2 separate regions of the Gossypium hirsutum genome follow, and region 1 is linked to region 2. A link is a contact called in public Hi-C data. All regions are on one chromosome and are shown on one strand. Each heading gives the region's core, a stretch centred on a gene start, on an enhancer-like site or on the middle of the called end of the contact. The rest is flanking DNA. Distances are from core to core; before and after follow the strand shown. Region 1 holds the start of LOC107949828 (NAP1-related protein 1). Region 2 holds the start of LOC107949838 (ruvB-like 2).

The links. Hi-C and Micro-C count contacts between places; a contact is called where the count stands out from the background.
Region 1: a contact with region 2 is called in a Hi-C map of leaf, with 2.1 times the contacts expected there. The contact joins the promoter of LOC107949828 here to the promoter of LOC107949838 in region 2. A contact is called at or near these places in 2 of 34 Hi-C or Micro-C datasets (both in leaf).

Annotation. Positions count from the first base shown.
Region 1 is chrD03:37,981,265-37,987,772 of Gossypium_hirsutum_v2.1, reverse strand. It overlaps LOC107949828 (NAP1-related protein 1), which reads right to left and starts at 4,466. Exons shown (of 11, transcript XM_016884600.2): 1 at 4,145-4,466; 2 at 3,448-3,570; 3 at 3,293-3,343; 4 at 3,051-3,122; 5 at 2,791-2,901; 6 at 2,638-2,699; 7 at 2,009-2,069; 8 at 1,866-1,922; 9 at 1,714-1,758; 10 at 440-558. The coding sequence starts at 4,273. The coding sequence ends at 484.
Region 2 is chrD03:37,650,119-37,655,794 of Gossypium_hirsutum_v2.1, reverse strand. LOC107949838 (ruvB-like 2) reads right to left here and starts at 1,930. Exons shown (of 2, transcript XM_016884612.2): 1 at 1,114-1,930; 2 at 1-319. The coding sequence starts at 1,862. It overlaps LOC107949839 (delta-1-pyrroline-5-carboxylate dehydrogenase 12A1, mitochondrial), which reads left to right and starts at 2,729. Exons shown (of 16, transcript XM_016884613.2): 1 at 2,729-3,059; 2 at 3,521-3,600; 3 at 3,719-3,822; 4 at 4,066-4,133; 5 at 4,205-4,262; 6 at 4,407-4,520; 7 at 4,693-4,776; 8 at 4,984-5,088; 9 at 5,194-5,307. The coding sequence starts at 2,974.

The DNA.
Region 1 (6,508 bases), core at 3,217-5,716, 330 kb before region 2:
ATTGTGTTTCATGTTTACACTCGGGTCATGTCCGGCATTATCAAATCTAATTTCCAAATAACGTTTTCTTACTTGGGGTCTTTAAAAGAAAAATAAAGATCCAAAGCACTCAGTAACATAGGAAAACTAAATGAGTTCAGCATTTTACATATCTATTTAACAGAGTTTTAAACAAAACTATAAATAAAATGCCTGCATTCCAATATCATGTAAGAAGCTTTCACTTCATGTCACCCTCTGGGAGGAAACCATAAAAACAAAAACACGAGTAAAGATCAAAAAAAGGGAGTGAAGGGATGGGCAAAAAGAAACGAGTCATAGCTATGCTTACAATAACGAGAGTTGCTTATAAAGCATAGAAAGCTAATCTTAAAGATGGCTATCTTCTCCATAACCTTACTTAGCTATGACTAGGAGACAACTTTACACAAGTCCTTACTTGAGCAAGAGAAGCAACTACTATGATTAAGGCTGTTAAGTGATTTAGTCCTCATCGTCGTCGTCATCATCCTCATCTTGATCATCATCAGACTCCTCATCATCATCATCATCTTTACCCTGTAAATGGACACATATGAAAGCAGGAGACATTATCTAGCCTGTACTTTTAAAATTATGTCATTATCTTTTCCCTGTAAATGCGAATATATATGATATAAACATAAATGCTACAAAATTTTACTAGTCTCATATATCTTCCCTTTATAAACAGAATAGACAATTAAACCATCAGCATCGGACAAATTTCAGAATTTCCAGAAGCAGCAACAAAATCCAAAAGAGCTATTACCTGAATTTTGACCTAGATGCAAGTACTCCCTAAGATTAAAGAGAAAAGACATATAATGCATCCTTAAATAACAAAACATCTTCATTATTAAAAATTCAACCTCATTCCCCCACTTTCCTTTATACCAGATTATGAACATCTCCATTCTGAAACCTGAATCTCTAATTTCGTCAATATGATACACTGACAACAACCATTCTTTCTCTACATGAAATGTTCTCCAAAAAATTACCTTAAGCATCTCAAATTATATTCTCAGACACCTATCACCTGCAATCTCAAAGTGCTTCTTCGTCCAATATAAGATTTAACCATGTTGAATTGGGTGGAGTTCTAGAGCTAAACTTGTCAGAGATAATCTAAAAGGCATTCGTATAGAACAAGATCCACATATCCACTCCCACTCATTTGATTATGGTTAACCCCTCGCTCCATATTGCTCTCTGAGGCATTCAAGTATACTTGGGCCAAAGCATAGAATACATTGTTTTGAGATACATAAATCACAAATCTCACTCCTCTCACTATCCAGTTTCAGAGGGCTTCTCCAGGATTAATATGGAAAGCATAGAAATCCTAACGTATTTACATAACCCAATAGGTTAAACAAGTAGGATTACAAGAATTTTAACAAAAAACAGCACCTTGTAGCATTACCTATATAAAGTAGGAATTCTCTGAGTTAATATAATGCATTATAAAAAAGAGGAATAGTAATTTACTGCATAACTTTATCATCTTCAATAACAAACTAACATATGATTAATAGAAGAACCATTTAATAGTTACGCCTATGAACAAGTAACCTCAAACCTACAACAGTGCATTTTTTACCTGAAAAGAAGAAACATACACAGTAAAAATGGCACTTGAAAGAAAATATTCAATTTCCCAAAGAAATGAAAAACAGAAAAAAAATATACCTCTACATCCCCCTCATCTCCGTCAAAATCCTCTTCATCAGCCTCCTGCATCAAGAAAGTTCCAATAACAATTAGCAAAGGGAAACAAAACATGATCACGAAAAACAGTACGTATAAAATATCATGAGAAGAAGAAAGAAAAAAGAGGTTACATTGTTGAAATAAGTGAGAGGATTGGGCCATAAATCCTCCTTGATAATCTCTGCTACCTGCAACATTCATCAAGTGAAAGCTTAGACCAGCTCTGTTACAGAATGAGTAAAATAAACTGACAGTACATGCACAGAGAATTTACCTCATCATGAATTTCATCCATGTCATCTTTTTGCTGAGCATCAGCAAACCAGGTAAAGAAGCTGCATTATATGTTAATAAAATTTAGCACAATACAGAACTGGTTTACAGTATGACTGAGAAATGAAGGATCAAATTCAAGTGGCATAAATCCATATGAACTTTAAAACATGTTATAAGAAATTTCAAATATATACATACATAGATATATAAATACATAGCAGTTATAAAAACACCACCAGTATTGTCAGAACCAGACTGGACCAGCCGGTTGAACCGGGAACCAGAGGTCCAACCAGTTCAACAGTGATATATAACCACAAATAGAGCAAACTGCTATGAACTGGTAAAAAACTGGGAACCATGACTGGAAAAAGGCGGTCCAATCAGTTGTGAATTTTTTTATCCTTTTATTATTTATTTAACTATTGCTCAACCGGTGGTTCGATTGGTTGAACTAGGAACCGGCAGTCTGACTAGTTCGACCACCAATCCAACTCTTATAACACTGCACACCACACAAAGTGACTGCATTTCACAGCATGGAGATATTAATAAACTGATCTCAGGTCTAATGTTACTCAAGTCCTAAGCCTGAGAAAAATTGATTGACGGGTATAATAAACAAACCTTTCTTCAGCAAGTTGTCGCTTGTTTCCTTTCTTCTCATGATTAACTCCATTTGGCAAGCCCTTAACATTTAAGGAAAATAATTTCATTTGATATCCAAGGAAAACAGGAAACAAGAAGCAGAATAGTCATCAAAAGAGGAGAAACTCTGACCTTGCCCTCTTTCCACTTGATTGGGGTAGCGGTAATTTTGGTTCCATCATCGAGGAAGGTAAAGGTCTTCGTAAGTGTTGTATTTTCAAAGTATGGATTGGAATTGAAGTTCTGAAAAATTAAAGCCAGTCAACAAATCATCAGATACATTAGAGCATGAATTATGTTTCTTCTAACAGTAGTTGAGTGCAAGCAAATGAAATTAAGATCAACTTCAATCACCAAAAATAAGGTAAGAATAGGAATATGGATAAACTTACAAATGTGATAGTGTATCCAGATTTCAGATCTTTAAAATCCTCCACTTCAAGTGAGTTAATATATTTGAATATCTATCAAGAAAATAATTGAAAAGAAGAAGATTTATAAATAAGAAAGAATTCACAAAATGCAGGCAAACATCAAGAAACATCTATAAGAAAAATAAAATCAAAAATCAATGTTGGAAAGTAAAATAAGTAAAAAATGATAATTTCACTTTGGGAAAGAAGTGACTTTAAACCTTCTGGTCCTCTTCAGTCAAAAGATCACCAAGAGCAGGATGGCTCAAGAACTGCACATGAAAAATGCAAGTCAATTTAATATGTTCTTCTGAATATGTAAACAAATTTAACAAATTGTCTACCTCATTAAAAAGGAAAGAATAGAATCACTTACAGCTGTTAACCAGAAATCAGGAATTGAATTGATGATTTCATTCCGCTTATCATAGACCGGCTTGCGAACCTCATTGTATTTCTGCTCCACTTCCAAGACTTTCTCGCTTGCCTCTTCATTGATCTACAACCAAAAAATAATAAACAGGACCGAAAAACTTAAAATCAGAAACACCATATGTGACAATTTACCACTTCATCAGCACGCTCCTAAGCAAAGCATAGCCACATTAAATCACCTGCTCCACAATAAGGCATGATAATCCGAAGTAACTTCACACACGAAAAAAATCGTGCTTAACAAAGCTAGGGGACACTTAGATACAAGGAAGAAAACATTAAAGGACTCAATCATACTACATAGAAGATCAGATACAGGAATCAGCAATCAACATTAAATCACCTTCTCCGCGATAAGACATAATAATCTAAAGTGACTACCAAATAAATATACATATAAAACATTTATGGCATTGACCCACAATTGAAATTACAGCAAATTCAATACTTTGACATTTAAAACAACATTCAATTAACATTATACCATAAAAAAACAAAGGGAAATCCAAATTTTTATTAAAAAAGTTCTAAATTTTGCTAATTTTCCAGCACATACACCTTAAACAAGCGAGAAAGAAAAAGAAAAGAAAATCAGCGTGTATTATAAATGAAAAAGCGGCATGTAGATAAAAATGAACCTTCTCAAGCTCATCTTGGATCTCTTGAAGCTTCTCGATGGAAATGACGAGGTCTCCATCTATTTGTTCATGGTTCTCTTCCTCTACTTTCTCTGCTACTTTCATCTTCTTTCCTTTGTCGGCCACCATTTTCTAAACCCTAGAGAAGCAATATAATAAAACCCTACTACTAAAAATTTCTGCCTCTTCTCTCTCACTTTGGCTCCCGTTCTCTCTAAAACCCTAGTTTTTGTGTTTTCCCTCTGATATCCACGGGGGACAAAAGTGACTGAGAGAGAGAAAGAGGGGAGAATGTTAGGGTTTTGGGAGTTTATATCCGCTCAGTTGGGATATTTTTGGGTATTTACAAATGAATCAATCATAAGCTGAAACGTGGCCGTTATGGGGTATTAAGGTCATTTAGTTTTGAGAAATTGAGAGTAGTATCTGATATTCGGATATGGAATCTTCTCGGTGCCTTGCCGTAGTGTCCATAAGGTTGGTTGGCTTACATTAGAAACCTTGATATCTTTGTATAAATATAAAAAAACTAAAACCACTCCAATTTTTCTTTTAATTCTTTATATTTCATTATCCATCCTGATTCAAATACTAATATGATTAAAAAATTATATAAATATATTTCCATAATTATAATCAATTATGACAATGTCTTTACGTAATTAAAATAAATTATATTATCTAAAATTAATTAAAAAATTACTTCTAGTCAAATTTGAACCCTACTATTTAGGTTACTAAACATTAATCTTACCCCTAAACAATTTTAATGTAATTTTTTTCATTTAAATTATACTTTGCATGTCTTATTACCTCCATCAATTATATACCTGTACTTATTATTTAATCCCCTGACTAAATTAGTATCATGAATCAATCGAGCACCAACTCAATTAAGAAAATTATGAAAATGACCTTTTATAATTAAAATAAGTTAGAGATAAATATCAAAATTATATATGAATTTTGATCCAATGTGCAATTTCATATATTAGCTTTGATTTTGTGTGACTTTATACAAGAAAATTTTATTTGATTTAATTTTCATAAATCACTAACAATGCTATCGAATTACCACCATTTGATGTTTGATATATGGCATGTACAAACAATTATATTAATCCAACATAAAAATAAATGTGCACTGTAATACCCCCTACCCGTATTCATCGCTGAAATGGGGTATGAGGCATTACTAGATTTTATCATTTTTTTTTTGAATTCAATATAACCCCTTTACAAGTATTTAATCTTCCCTGCAATTTTAAACCGAGACCAATCCAACACAACCAATCCATTTCAACATATTTTCAAGACAGATTTAACATATTCATAAGATAACCTCATCACAAACCAAAACCAAAATTTGTTAGCCATACCAATGGCTAACCATACATTCATTTTACATTAACATTTACTTTACTAGCTTATACATGTCATTGATTTCCAAAATAAAGTTTCTTTATATACCGAGATCTTGAGGTTGATAGTGTGATGCGTCTCCGACCAAATCCGACTTCCGAGCTCTTAACACTACAAAACAGGGGAAAAGGAAACAGGGTAAGCACTTTGTGCTTAGTAAGTTCATGTAATAAGAATTATACTTACTTAATATTTTCAATACAATGCAATGAACATTCATACACTCATTCCATACATTTTTCCCTTATCATGCACAAACTCAACATTCAAATTTGTCCAATAATTTCCATGTATCAATAATTTATACCATGATTGATGAGCTCATCAATACCATGATTTCCATTCCCTTGTTATTTTTCCATATTTATCCAGCTGAACTACTTGGAATTTCGATGGATTTTCAGGGGTACACTTTAGTGTACAAATCCAGGTCCGTCAATTCATATTTTATGTGCGCACATTTCCATTTCAGAGAGCACACTCCCGCGAACCTCATCCTTACAGCGGGATTACCAGTCCAGGCTAAATCCCCTGTAATATAAACTCATAGAGTATTATCGGGATTACTAGTCCAGGCTAAATCCCCTGCAATGGCAATTACTCTAATGAGCTTGGATCTGAATTACCAATCTAGGCTAAATTCAAACCCTAACTCGGATTACCCGTCCAGGCTTAATTCATTTTCCACATATTCTTCGGGAGGGCTATATCAGGATACGATCACCCGTCCGGGCTAGATCCTTTTTACCGTTAATTCCTTTTCAGAGATCCATCGAATTTTCCTTCCATTCAACCGGGATTTCTTCCCCTTTTTATCAAATATATCAGTGTTTCATCAATTTTCATATAATGAACATTCAAATCATATTCACATTAATAACAAACATTTCAAGCATTTAAGAATATAATTCAAGTTACACGAACTTACCTCGATACTTGTTC
Region 2 (5,676 bases), core at 681-3,180:
AGTAGTGATGATTAGTAGTCTATCAAGAAGATCAATTGGAATTCCATGAGGGGATTTGTAATTTGTGCCACGGATTGAAGTTATTCCTCTATTTGTAGCAACGACTAATATCGGGGCCATCTCATTCTCAAGAGCACGGTTCAGGAAAGAAAAGCACTCGATATCAAGCATGTGCACCTCATCGATAAAGAGAACACCAGGCACGATTTCAGCCTTCCCTTCCTCCCTCCACTCTGCCACCTTCGTGTCAATTTGTTCTCTCACCTCAGCACGGATTTCACCAGTATCCCCAGTGAAAAGAGCTAGAAATCCCTGGGTTCTGAACTCAAACATAATGAAACATGAGATGATGACTAAAAATAGATGATTTTCTATTTTAAAACAACATAAAACTTCTCTAAGTCTATTATCCTATAAGGCAGACTAACAAAGATGCTACCTAAAGAAAAGTTGCACCGGATATACATACATTGACCTCACAGTAATGTTTTCTAGGGATAAATTTTACGCTAGGGAGATAAATTTCAACAAGTTATGATGTTCATACCAGACAACTGCCATGCACAAATTCTTCCCTAATAATCACAAACCAATGGTACCATCACATTTGCTTGAACAACATGACACAAGATATATAGAGATGGTATAAAGGAACGCTACATATGTTGAGTCCATAAGGCATAAACGTTGGAAGAAGCTACCCACAGCCATTGTGAAGAATCATCTATTTACAAGCTAATTGTGTTTAACCTTCTTCATCCCTACCCAGAGCTCTTAACATGCAGCATCCAATTTCAGAATAGAATCATCACTAGATTGCTTTAAACATGTAAATCAAATCACCTAACTGGTTAATTCTTCCAAAATGTTACAGGTTTCTCCATCCAGGCATAGTTTTTGTTAACCTATGTATATTTTACTTCAGAAGCAAAACAGCTCATAACAGCTCTACGCTAATTTCAGAACAATAACAGATAAACAATGGAAGAACCACTTCGCATTCTAGTTACAGAAAAAGTTAAAAAAGACTCCAGAAATCATATTAAATACAGCAACAAAGCCGCAAATCAGGAAAAGGGTACACATTTTTGCCAAAGATAAGCTCGAATTTACCTGCTGTTAATAACATCGATCTCATGAAGCGTAACAGAATGGACGACTTCTTTTCTTTTCTGCAACTCTCCGTCTGGACATTGCACGAACTTTGTTTGCGGACCCATAGCATCGTAATCCCTCGACCTTGAAAATGACCTTCCAAGCTTCGTTATTTTTCCTGAAGCTTTATCAATAGCTATCACATCTCCACTCTGCACTTTCTCTTTCCCTAATGCCTCGATCATCTTCGCCCCCAAATCGTAAACGGTCTCCATATCCGTCGTTTTAAGCGTTAATTTCCCAGTTTTTGAAGCCGCCCCAGAAACTGCCGGCCGGTCAATCTGGATTTCAACGACTTCGCCTTCGATTATTTCAGTTTCTTCTTTGATTCTTACTCCGATGGACTTTCGAAACGCTTGCATTAAAGCTTCGGTTTTCGACATCTCAAGGGAGAAGATTTCGCTGCCAGAGAGCATCGAGAAAGGGGTTTCAAGGCCAAGAGATTTCGCCATGCCCATGGCAATGGCAGTTTTGCCAGTTCCAGGTTGTCCCGCTAATAAGATAGCACGGCCAGCAATTTTACCGTCTTTGATCATTTGGAGGATGACACCGGCGGCTTTACGAGCTTGTGCTTGGCCCACCATTCCTTCCGAGACGTCACGGGGCTCCAGAGAGGAGTCCAGGCCTAGGCCCCGTATGTGGGAATGAGCCCCAATGCGTTCGATTCGGGTCAGGTCTCGGCTCTCGGAGAGTTTCAGCTCCGTCATTGGATGATTGAGGAAGGGAAAGGCAGGGCTTAGGGTTTTGTGAGAGACTGCAGAGTTTTGAGAAAGACAAGGCAGGGTTTTATATTAGGGTTAATAGGCTGTTTTAAGGGCATTTCTGTCAAAGTAAATTTTGTTTTTAGTGATAATTTATGTGCTTTATCTTTTTTATATTCATATTATATATATTTTTTGAAATAATTTGAAGTTGTATCACATGATTAAAATTTTTCATATCAAATTATTGACTCAAAAATCAACCTTAAAAGTCGTAATTAGACCAGTTCATGGTTACAAGTAAAAGGGATTAAATAAAAATATAAATTTGAAAAATGAGTTCAAATAAAAAAATAAAGTTTATGTAAAAAATAGGTCAAATCTCGAGTAAGACTTTTTTTGTTTAAGCCCACCTTATCCGAATATACAAAAATAAAATATTATTTTTATATTTTTTATTGCTATCTTCTTATTGTTTTTTCACTATTTTATTTTATTGTTAATTTTATTATTATTTTAAAAGAATTTACTTGTTAAATTACACCTATCTTAGTGTTATATATACATATTATTTTAATTTATTTTAAATTTATTGAGAAATATTTATTTCAACATTTTTGATATATTTATATTTTTAAAAAATTTCATAAAAATTAATAAAAAAATTAATACGAACAAATCAGATTAAGCCAAATTTGAGTTTTAATATTTTATTGGAGTTTTAAGATTTAGGTAAAATTTTAGGGGGAAATTTCACAATTATGCTGATATGACTTGGATGCACGTGATAAGGTTTTGTCGTGTGTGAGATAGTTGATAGTAGTGTTACTAATTTATGGGTTACGTACTGCATCAAAACTTTGTCAGGGTAGAACATTCAACTTGTCCGATTTTGATTTGTCCAAATGGAAATTAGGAAAGCAAAAAAAAGAAACCCTACACCTGCATCAATGTTGATGAAGGTTGATCACATCTTAAACCTATTTCGCTATGATTGCCATATATATGTAAAATTGTGCCGAAAGCACATATCTTAGGAAGTGAAGCACTGAAAACTCTGAAAAGTTTCATAGCTTTTTCATCTCTCTAATAGCGTACGCTTTTGTGCCCATTCGCAATGCATAGAATTGTATTGCAAAGAGAAATCAGAAGCAGAGCTTCCCACAAGGCTCTTTCTTGGTTCAGTTCTTCTAATCTTTTTAGGTACGTCAATGTGTTCTTTTTAATCCGTGGTTTTGATGATAGATGCTGGGGGGATTCTGGGTTTTGTTTTTTTTTTCCTTTTTGTGACCATTTTCAGGGAACTAAATCTTGTGGCAATAGAGTTTAGTTTTGGATTGTGATAATCTGATCTGTTCAAACTTGAGGGCGTTTTGCTCTAAGAGTTAGTTTAATTTTATTCATAAAACACGTTGTAGATATATTGATGTACATAATTGGATTGAAAATTTGACAATTTTACATTTTTTTTATTGCTTATGATGTGATGAAACTTCTTTGCCACTTTTGTTGAATGTGTTATTTGCTTCTTTTTCTTTTTTGCTGGGCATAAAGTTTGGATGTTTAAATTTCATGTTGTGTTTTTTCTTGACGAAACTATGTTTTGTATGGAAAACTTCATGTGGATTGTTTTTCTTAATATTTCCTAATTTCCTCTATGTTAGGTCTGTTCATTCTTTACCTTTTGCAACTGTGGAAGCCGAAGGGATATCGGGTTCTCAACCTGCTGAAGTACAAAACTTGGGTATGTTTTTCCCCTGTGAATCGTGTTTTGTTAGCATAGAGGTTAGGTGAAACAACTGTTTTGTAATGAAGTACGGAGACAAGGAATTTCTTGTAATATGAAATGTTTGTGTTTTTAGTGCAAGGTAAATGGACTGGATCTGCAGCGTGGAACACACTTGTGGATCCTCTGAATGGAGAACCGTTCATTAAAGTTGCAGAAGTTGATGGAAATGGAATTCAGGTTTGTCCATTGGATGTAAATGTGTTTGGTGCTTGTATTGCTTCATTTCAGACAAATCTCCGCAAGTTAAGTCCAGATTGTCTCGGCAAAAGCAGTGCATGATGTCTGGGTCTTCAGGGTCTTTGTACTTCAGAGACTGCCTTCTGTTTGGCCTCTTCTCTCTATCAGTTGTTTGCAAAAACAGTTTTTTTCATGCTTTTAAGTGTATGAACTAAGTATCTTATAACCGTTTAATCAATGCAGCCATTTGTTGAGAGCTTGTCCAAGTGCCCAAAACATGGTTTACACAATCCATTCAAATCACCCGAGAGGTTGGTTTTACTTATCTTTCTGTTCCATATCTCTGCTTTTTGCTTTCATATATAATATATTTTTTCTACAGATACTTGTTATATGGAGATATATCTGCTAAGGCTGCACACATGCTTGCCTTGCCAAAGGTAATGTGCTTCAAGGAAAACTATTTAGTTGTTTAGGACAGGTCTTCTAATAGATGCGGGGCAATGTGGTTTTGTGACACTTATTTGGTTGTATTGATATTGATATTTGGTATAAAATTGTTTTATTATTTTTATGACTTTCAGGTGTCCGATTTCTTCACTAGGTTAATACAAAGAGTTTCTCCTAAAAGTTATCAACAGGCCTTCGGTGAAGTTTATGTCACACAAAAGTTTCTTGAGAATTTCTCTGGTGATCAGGTAAAAATATAGTATCCATTTCTTTGTAAAATTGCCTTCATGAATATGTAGTTTCTTCAATTAGAATAAGTATCAAGATTTCAAATATACCCGAAGTCCATACCTGTGATAGAAATTCATCTGATTCGGTTATGGTTGTTAACCTGGTTCTTCTGTTCTACATTTATGGTAGGTTCGTTTTCTAGCAAGGTCTTTTGCAGTACCTGGGAATCATATAGGACAGCAAAGCCATGGGTACCGTTGGCCTTATGGTCCGGTAAGACATTCACTTCGCTCCTGGTTGATTCTCTTCATTAGAAAAGCATCTTCACGTCTTGTACTTGAAGTGAACAGTTTTTCACATTGCATCATATAATTCTGTCCCTAGGCCTCTCCATGGAACTTAGATATATTAGGATTTGACATTTTTTCTGGTTGGTCATATTTCTCATAGTTTCTGAATTTTAAAAATAATAATTCGCAGGTTGCTATTATTACTCCCTTCAATTTCCCGCTCGAGATTCCGGTACTTCAACTGATGGGAGCACTCTATATGGGCAACAAACCTGTTCTTAAAGTTGATAGCAAGGTCTACCACTAGAAGCTTAGTTTTGTTTTCCATTCATCGGTTTGATTGGTACTTTGATGGTCTATTACAAACAAGTTAGCAATATTTTGAAACCTCTTTCTGTAGGTAAGCATCGTGATGGAGCAAATGATGCGCCTGCTTCATTATTGTGGGTTACCAGCAGAAGATGTGGACTTCATAAATTCTGATGGAAAGACCATGAACAAACTACTGATGGAGGTTTGTTAGTTCGAGCATAAATTCTCTCTTGAAACTAAATGAAGGTTTAGATATAGAATAAATTAAAATAAATAAATAAAAGTCCTTGAGAGTTTCACCGCCTTTTATAGGTAAGCTCATATACATTATAGAATCCAAACAATCCCCTAGTGATGATTGGCGTTTGGCACCCAACTAAGCCCTTAACTTTTAATTTGTATCCAATTAAGTCTTTAACCTTTAATTTGTTCCTAAATAAGACATAAACCAATCTATTGTTTGAAATAAGTACTTATTTGGGTACAAATCAAGAATAAGAGTTTAATTGCTTATAACAAAAGTATAAGGGTTTACTTAAGAGTAGTGAAATAGTTTACTAGTTTTTTAATA